Linked DNA regions of Zea mays: region 1 is linked to region 2. A link is a contact called in public Hi-C data. All regions are on one chromosome and are shown on one strand. The core of a region is the stretch at or near the end of the contact, and the rest is flanking DNA. Distances in the headings are between cores, read along the strand shown.

Region 1 (4,458 bases), core at 1,577-4,076, 160 kb before region 2:
ACCCCATTTGGGTGTCTGATTTGCAACTAATAACCCCCTGGACCCTGGTTCATGCCGAGCATTGCAACTGTTTTAGTCAGTGAACGGAGCAATTAACAACAGCTAGGTTCCATAAAATACGTCTATTCTAAAGCTGAGATGAGGACGGCAAAGCTGAGATCCTATCTATTATCCCAATTAACAACGAAGGAATCTCACGGCGATCAGACTTCTGTATCATTGCTTTGTGTTCTTTATACCATCGCAGCTGAACACCTGGCAGGGGGAGTTGCTCAATGTTCCCGTCATGTCTAAAGAGACCCCACTCACAAATTGAGGGAGGAAAATATTTCGTGCCCAGCACAATAAATTATGTGTGGGCACTTTTTTAGACTTGCTCCAATTATGTCAATAATATCATTTCGTACAAATCAGTTATCTTCTTTGCAAGTGGCAATCATACAAAAACGAGTTGTTTAGACTTGCTCCAATTCTTTGCAGGTGGCAAATGATACAAAACAAACTAGGCGTGTTCCAATCACATGTGGAAAGTCGAGTTGCATGTTCCCAACTGTACACGATAGAAAAGAGGTTGCAGAATATGAAATGTATGTTCCCTTTGCGGCCTCTTGATTGAGAATTCAAGTTGCCTAGTGTCAACATTCACCAGGAAATTGTGCTTGTGTACACTGTATGTAATGCAGATTCAGCGTACCCAACCACCACCAAGCTGCATCCTAATACAAAATCACAGCTCTGGAACAAAAATGATTTATGAAATTAAGTGTTCGACAGCAAGAATCCCACTTCATTGCACCCTTCCTCAGAGAACGAGGAGCAAGATCTGCTGATTGGTCAATAGTTCCACATATGAACAATTACTTGAATATAACCTCTGATTGGTCGATAGTAGAGAAGTGGCCTGAAACCACTATGGCCCCCTCTCAACCTCTGGTCCTCTGAATTGAAATAACAGGTACACATGAATTGAAATGCAGAGCGATTACCTGAATGTGATATGTTGCTGGAACATCAAGAGAAAACAATAGAACTGGAAAATATACTTGTAGGAGATATGGCAGACAATTGCTGATTACTATTACTGATTGGAAGGCAACACACATGAGAAATTGAGAATAGTAGATTACAGAGCTACCTAAACGGGGAATGACACGATACCGACCCAAACCACCAAGAATAACTGAATAAGCTTACACGACATAGTCAACACGCAAACCATTTTCGTGACTCGACTGGGGATGAATTCTTGCAGCTGCCAGGATGCTGTGCGCATCATAGTATTGAACCCCAGGGGACGTGACAGCAAGACAAGAATGGGAAGTTCAATGATAAAGCAGCAAAGAGACATGCTGAATTCTTGCAGATCGCAACCATTTTTCGTTACCCAATGCCCCCGCCTCAGATCTTGTCAAGCTTCTCCGCCTTCACCACTGGATTGGCCTTGGCGATAGCGTCCCTAGCTGCAGTTCGATAGTCGAACTGGCAGTCGTGTTTGTCGGAGTAGCGGTGCATCGAACAGTACGTGTTCCCGCATCGGCAGTTAAAACCCGTCAACCCAACACGCTTCCTACAGGTTGCGCACCGGTTTGGGCCTTCCTTGGCCTTCGCGATAACAGCAGCAGCCTCGCTGGTTTCAGCGACATGCATAGGCTGCACGGCGATAGTCTTCTCCTCGACTTGAGGAACTGCCACACCTACAGTTGCAGCAATTGCAGGTCCTTTCCCATTATCACCGCCATTGACAATGCTATCGATGGAGGAGGCAGCCAACTGGGCCTGCTCCTGCTTCATTATCATCTCCTTGTGGCACTTGGAGCACATGTTCATGGTGGCAGCGCTTCCAAAGAAACCACAGTTATTGATGCATAGGATTGGGCCCTCCGGCTGCTGGCAGCCGGCCTCCTTGTGTTCCATCACTGAATATATGTCTGCACATCAAACCATCATTGCCATCTTAGCAAACATCAATCGTGGTAGACGAAACAAGATCCTGATTTTTAGGAACAAAAGACACAATCGCAAAATTTGCTGCGCAAATACAGCTCAAACCGACTTTTTAAACGAATCAGGGTAACATATCAAATTCGAATCTCTACAAAAACAAGAAAAAAATTCCCAATGATCTAAATCGAGAACAGCGTGCACCAAATCTGCTGCATAAATTAACAAATCCACCGCTTAAAACCAGGCACACACGATTTCCACTATAATAGAGCACTTAAATCACTAGCTATTAACAGCGCTATAAAACTTTAGAGAAATCAGGCAAAATGGGCCGATGTATTATTTTCAACAAGACAAAGTGAAAAACAAATTTTATACAGTTTTTAAATTTAAAAACAAGAAGAAGAAGAAGAAGAAGAAACGCGTTTTCATTTCCACATCCCAAGAGAACAAGCAACCGAAGGCCAAGTCAACCCACGAATCTGCGACCTCCCGTCCCCCTGGCAATTCCCAACCCATGAAATCCCCGTATCCAACGAATCAACACCACCACAACCTCTTTCCCCCACCCCCTCAAGAAAACCGCATGAATCGGTCAGGGGACGCCGAATCGGACCCCGAGACCGATAGATCAAGCCTTCTCTACCAAATCCAACAGGGAAAACAAACACGAGAAGGGGAGCAGAGCAAACCCTAACCCTGCGCGAGGCGGACGCGGAGTCGGAGATGGCGTGCGTGGATTGGAATCGCGAGGAGGAGCTTCGAAATGGGGGCGTCGTCGGGCCAGAGAAGGTGGGGGAGCCAGATAAAAAAGGTGGAGCCGACGCGAAGTTACTTGCCTGCCCCTGGTGTTTTGCATTATTTGCAAGTAAGTGGTGGCGTCGAGTGTTCTGGGCGAGGTGTGGTGGGCGTTGTGGAGTCGCAAAGAGGCAAAGAGTAGAGATGGCAATGGTAATACCTCATACTCATACCCACAACATAAAAATAACTCTATCGGATCAGTCATATATACTGGCGGGTATAGATTTACTCTCATACCTATACCCATACCCATGTGGGTATGGGTCACCCAACGGGTCACCCGTACCCACAAAAGCTAAACATCTATCAAAATATTATATGATACAAATGTCAGGTATATCCATCTAAATACCATTACAAAATTTCTAACATCATTTAACCATCCATTCAACACACCAAAGATAATTGGATAAAGTAGTAACACTAGGATAGTACTCCCTCCGTTGTCCTATTAGTTGTCGTTTTGGATAAGGTTTGAGTCAAACTTATAAAATTTTGACTACAAATAATTATTTTGTTATTTAGTTTTGGAACCCAATATTTATATGCATCAATTTGTCATAAAAAGTACTTTTATAAAAATATAAATGTATTAAGAGTTCATTTGTATTTTAACAAAAAAAACATTGGTCAAAGTTATATTTTGGAGACCGTGTCGTTGTCCTAAACGACAACTAATAGGAAACCGTAGGGAGTACTATATAACACATTACATGGTCATTAAATTGTCGTTACGCCTTCTATGACATTACGGCATAAAAGGTTGTTAAATAGTAAAAAAGATGGATGACTAAAGTCAAAGTTCATGCTTTGCCTAAGTTTATATTGGGTATTGTATACCCATGGTTAACGGGTATGGGTGAAGGCGGAACGTTCTAATACTCGTTTATCCATTGGGTGAAGATTTTTGCCCAATAACAGACCCATGAGTAGAATATTTAGCCCACATACATACTCTAATGAAGTAAATACCCATCGGGTATCGGGTCGCGGGTACCCATTGCCATCTCTAGCAAAGAGTGCTAGCAGTTCTGTGTCTTTAAAATATTATTTTGCATTATAAATATGGGAGAATCTAGCGGATGTTCTATATAAATCATAACACACACTAAATTTATATAAAAATAGTGAGTATAGTGGTTTAAGTATTATGTCTTGACTAGCAGTTAAGGTTCGAGTCTTGCTAATCCCTTTTTTATTTAATTTCTTAATTTTTTATGGCATACCCTAAATATAGCAGCTGGGTCCGCCACTAATTATAAACTATATATGTTCGTAGAGTGGAGTTTAAATATATATATGAGAATGATTAAGCTACTAGAGATAAGATGAGGGGTTGTTTGGTTTTTTGCCTAAGCCGACACAACTTAAAGTTAGGCATGCTACATTGTTTTAGTTATATGTTTCGTATTCTTCTAAGGTGTTGCCATAACCACGATTCTATGTACTCGCCAAAAAAACCTGCAGCATCTCTGGCTCCCGAATCAAGCACCCAAACCCTATCGCGCCACACTCGACTTGACCGTCGCAATATCTTTCCCTGTGATAGCCTGTCTCCACTCCTACAAGTGTCGACATATGCTGGTCCAAGGTACGGAAGGAAGCGTCGCGAGTGAGCCGCCTAGGGTGCCACCTCCTGGGCGAGTCTCTTGAGGACCTATCGACATGGTTAGCCGCCTGGGTGTAGCGCCGACGAGAGACTCGTGTGGGGCC
Region 2 (4,799 bases), core at 617-3,116:
TTAAATTTTTAAATACCTAATCTTAAATGTCTAGGCCCGCTTCTGGACCGGAGGGAGTAAATTAGAATTGATCGGAAAGACTATCGTGTTTCCGGAAACACTGGACATCCACTGGATGCGCATGCGCCCCGCCAGCCGCCAGTCACGCTCCAAGAAGTGGAGAACCACCGCTAAACCGACTCCAACCATCCAGTTTTTTTTTTGTTTTTTTTTTGCAAACTAACCAGCTAATCCACCCTATTTCCGGCAAGCATGCAGCAAACCCACGGCCAGCCCGGCAGCGAACGAACCGCCGCCCTTGCTTCGCTCGCGGCCGCTCGCGCCGTCGCCTCGCAGCTCCTATAAAGCGGCGCCCCGTCCTGAAGCAGGAGAAGCAATTGAGAGAGAGATCACCGTCGAAAAGCAGTCTCCCAATTCCACCGAATAACTAATAACATCTCCTCGAGCGCGAGGCCGGCTTCCTTGGACCAATCCAGCAGCAAGCGACCCGGCCAGCACCAGCAGCCATGGAGATGAAGAAGGTCCTCTGCGCCGCGCTCGTCGCCGCCGCCTCCGCCACCGCCGTGCTGGCCGAGGTCGCCTCCGAGTCGCCCTCCGAGGCGCCCGCCGGCGCGGCCGCCGGCGCGGCCGGCGGTGCGGCTGGCCCTTCCGCCAGCGCCGCCGCCGCCGCCGCAGTGCCCGCCGCCGCGGCGCTCGTCGTCTCCTTCCTCGCCTCCTTCCTCCACTGAGCGACGTACCGCGCGGAGTGCGGGAAACCTGGGATGGAGCATCGTGTTTGGTTCACCCGATTAATAATTAATTAATCGTTGTTTTATTTATTTATTTATTGCTTGCGGTTGCCTAATTATGTGATCGTCTGTTGTTCCTTCCTTCGTTCCTTCCTTGGTGATGTGTGGGTCGCCAAGGGGGTTTCGTTTCTGTAATCCTGCCTGATCGATGCTAATACTATGATCCCAATTTGGTTTTTGCGATCCTACCGTTTTGTTTGAATCAGAATTCAGAATGATGCCAATTTGGTTTTGTAATTCTACTGTTGTTTTATCCATGGACACATGCTGACGTAGCTCCTCAGGTCATTGCATTGTTTGAATCAGAGGATACCTAAACGATGTGGAGAAAAGAAAAAGAGAATGGAGCAGTTATGCTTTGCATCATGAGTCATGCCGCAAATGTCAGTCGTCACTGCGGTTGCAAATAGTTGTGGTTGATGCAGAATTCCAAGATATTGGTTGGGATCACCAACGAGTACCTTTATTTTGTACATAATTTTTTAATACAAAGAATACTGTAGGACCACCCTACAATAATTACTTAAAAATAATAATAACATAATAATCGCGCGAATCAGCTGCTAGATTCGACATCTTCGGAAACAAAGCCGACGTACACAAAATTTACATCTTTTAGGCCTTATAGTTTGTGCCGGATTGGTGGGTTGGAACGATTCCTAACCGGATTGCTTCTCTAATTTATATGAACTTTAATTAGGCCTTGTTCATTTGCGTCGGAATCGTTCCGACTAATCAAAGTTTATATAAATTAGAGAAGCAATCCGGTTAGAAATCGTTCCGAACCTCCAATCCGGCACAAACAAACAAGACTTTAGTCCTTGTTCGTTTGCGTCGGATTGCACCCGGAATCGTTCTAGCTAATCAAAGTTTATATAAATTAGAGAAGCAATCCGGTTAGGAATCGTTCCGACCCATCAATTCGACACAAACGACAAGGCCTTAGCTGGAACGATTTCGAGTATAATCCGACACAAAGGAAGTGAAATTCCCCAATACTCCATATGCGATGCCAACGAGACCAAAAGTGAAAAATTCCCCACTCATGTTTGCTATATATATAAATAGCCTCCTCAGTCCTCCCCTCCCGTAGTCCCGTCTCCTCCACCTTTCACTTTCCAGTTCAAGTCAAACCACGTTCCTCGCGGTCGCGGAGGCTCACGCCAAGCTCGCTAACCGCTCCCCTCCTCCCTCACTCCCTCGTCTCTCCCTCTCCCCCCGAATCCTCGACACCCAAAGCCCAAACCCTAGCACGGGCAGCGGAGCTGCGTCGGGCGAATGGACCTGCAGCTGCATGTCTTCTACAGGGCGCTCGGGCTCTCGTTCGTCGGCGGCCTCAGCACCGCCATCGGTACGGCACGCACGCCCGACTCTCGGCTCCGCGGTTGCTGAATTTCCGATTGCTTGCCGCCGTGCTGCGGTTCCTAGGATTTCGATGCTAGCGGAGACCCACTGGCTGCCGCTGGTTGCAGTCCAATTTCCTCGCGCCCAGCTTGGGCTGCGCGGTCTGGAGCAGTGTACTCAGATGCGATTGACTAGTGTTCCGCATTCATAGGATAGGATAGGCGTTTCTCGTACTGGTCGGGGGGGGCGAGCAACTAGCAGTCTAGCGTAACCATAATTCCGGTGTCTATACAACTCTGTTGCCTCTGTTATTACCAATAAAATTGTGGAACACCTTACCGTATGATTTTATTCACTCGCTATCAAGTGATGGAAAATCGTTCCTCCACCTGTAAAATTAATGGGTTACTCCTCAAGTTTCGAATGGGAACCAAGTAGCACAGCTGCCTCAGTTTAGGACTACTCTTGCTTGGTTAAATATTACATATAGCTACGACCTCGTCCACGTTGTACTTACTTTTGTGATACAAGTGTTGCCATGGTGATTTGATGAACTACCTCAGGATGCCCAGCCTTACTTTTCGTTCATCAAATCGTAATGGTGACGCCTTGTGTGCATTTGAGTTTTTTTAGCAACTTCACCCACTGCATCTGGGTTTGAATTCTCTGTTTCAGGTGCACTGTTTGTCGTTTTGAATCCTGCCCCTAACCTTAAAGTGCTCGGGCTTCTACAGGTGAGAAACTATCAAGTAACTTCAGATATCCTCTTCGAGTAGGTTGTTTAGCTGCTAAGGCTCTATATGCTGTTGAAACTCACTACAGGGTTTTGCTGCTGGACTTATGCTCAGCATCTCCTTTCTAGACCTGGCACACAATGCCCTGAATTCTATTGGCTTCTTGAAGGGGAACCTCTGGGTGAGCCATAACCTGCTTATAGTTCTTCAATCCAAGCTCATCTAGCGTTCATCTGTCCACATAACAAGGAGCAACTGCAGTTTTTTGCAGGGGTTCTTTTCTTCGGTTTCATTATTAAGTTTATCCCAGAGCCAGATTTTTCGCCACCAGCTGATCCAAGCGAGAAAGAGGTTGGAATGAACAGCCCTTACTGATTTTCTTATGCCAGATCAATTTGTTTCCTCACTAAAATAGGAAAGCTGAACAGAATTTAGTTCTCTTTGTTTGGCTTGAGGAAAGCAGGCTGATGATGGTGTATCAGGTAAAGATATGATGAGAAAACATCGCCGGCAAGTGCTATTCAGTGGTATTATCACTGCTGTTGGTAAGAAACACAAATGCCTTATGAAATCATTCAGTGCCCTTATTTAAGAAAATGCACCCCTTGATATTAGTTTCGAAATTTGGATGACATAATTATTTCGACTGTTTCATTTCTTGCTGTATCTTCTAGCAATATTTTGCGCAGCTTTGCTTCCTTGAAGCTGCAATCATTTTAATTGGCAAATGCTCTTATTGCAGGAATTAGCTTGCATAATCTTCCAGAGGGAATGGCTGTATTTCTTGGATCTGTCAAGGTAATACCTTAGTACAGTTATGCCAGCATTATAGCTTAAATCACTAACTGTCTAACCACCTTTTGGGTTTTGAATTACTGAAATAACATTCTTTTCTTTGGTCAATTATCTATTTAATTAATTCTTAAATGGTTGAACTAGTGGTACTCTCCCTGTTATTCATCGATGTGCAGATTGAAATGTATTCTAGAATGTCTCGGCTTGAGTATATACATCAGTATAATAGCTTAAATAACAAAACTAAAGCAACAATTATTCCTTTAGTTCTTTGTCCAAATAATTTGTTCTTAACTGTTTAATTAATGATACTCTCTGTTATTTGCTTTTGAGATTGAAATTCAGATCCCTGCTATCAAATATAACTTATTTAATCATTCATTTTAATCTGTGTATATGTTGTAATTATTTACCATAAGCTCCCATCTTGCAAATTTTATAGTCTTACATAAATTGTAAATGCCCTAGGATGGGTAGATTTATGAACAAATGAACTTACTATCAAGTATGTAGAAGTCACTGGCACTCTTTGGCTTGGGATGGAAAGTCTGAGGAATCACCATCCCTTCTGAGCATTTTGATGATTTGATCTGCTGATCTGTACTCCAGGAACATAATCTATGATTTTATGATTTTTCCTATAGGTTACAGCTTCTGGAATGAGTTGTTTTAGTTCCTTTCAAAATGCTGCTTGTCTTGCTATTCCTTTTGTATATTCCATTTTTGGTTCATTGCAAAGGTGGAATTGATTGTGCCCTGCATTTCTTCAAACAGAGAACTGTAGGACTTATTGCTGTGTGCCCTCCATTTTTGGCCTAGCTTTGTTAGTTCTGGAAGGGCTCTGCCCTAAACCTCATGCTGTGTTCCAAGTGTTTTTATTTATTATGATTGTTTTTGTGCTTGAAGTGATTGTTTTTGTCACAATAAAAAAATGCAGGGTCTTCATGTGGGCCTGAACTTGGCTGTTGCTATTGCCTTACATAACATACCAGAGGTACAAAATTCAACTATTCAGCTTTTGTCGTTATATGACAGATTTTCTAAAATTTGAATTATTGTCACACATAACTATTCAGCTCTTGGATGCATTTGCACATGCAGTAAGATTCAAATGGCACAAGTTTTATCTTTGTTGTAA

What was found. A called contact is a pair of places that touch in the nucleus more often than the background predicts.
Region 1: a contact with region 2 is called in a Hi-C map of bundle sheath, with 2.2 times the contacts expected there. The contact joins the promoter of LOC100127534 here to the promoter of LOC103654840 in region 2. A contact is called at or near these places in 5 of 25 Hi-C or Micro-C datasets (bundle sheath, ear, leaf and 1 more).

The regions. Positions count from the first base shown.
Region 1 is chr4:241,945,977-241,950,434 of Zm-B73-REFERENCE-NAM-5.0, reverse strand. It overlaps LOC100127534, which reads right to left and starts at 2,826. Exons shown (of 2, transcript NM_001371767.1): 1 at 2,643-2,826; 2 at 1,054-1,928. The coding sequence starts at 1,914. The coding sequence ends at 1,399.
Region 2 is chr4:241,788,762-241,793,560 of Zm-B73-REFERENCE-NAM-5.0, reverse strand. LOC103654840 (zinc transporter ZTP29) reads left to right here and starts at 1,866. Exons shown (of 12, transcript XM_008681664.3): 1 at 1,866-2,139; 2 at 2,808-2,866; 3 at 2,955-3,047; 4 at 3,128-3,217; 5 at 3,330-3,411; 6 at 3,609-3,664; 7 at 4,599-4,655. The coding sequence starts at 2,067. It overlaps LOC100278640, which reads left to right and starts at 377. Exons shown (of 1, transcript NM_001364468.1): 1 at 377-971. The coding sequence starts at 507. The coding sequence ends at 728.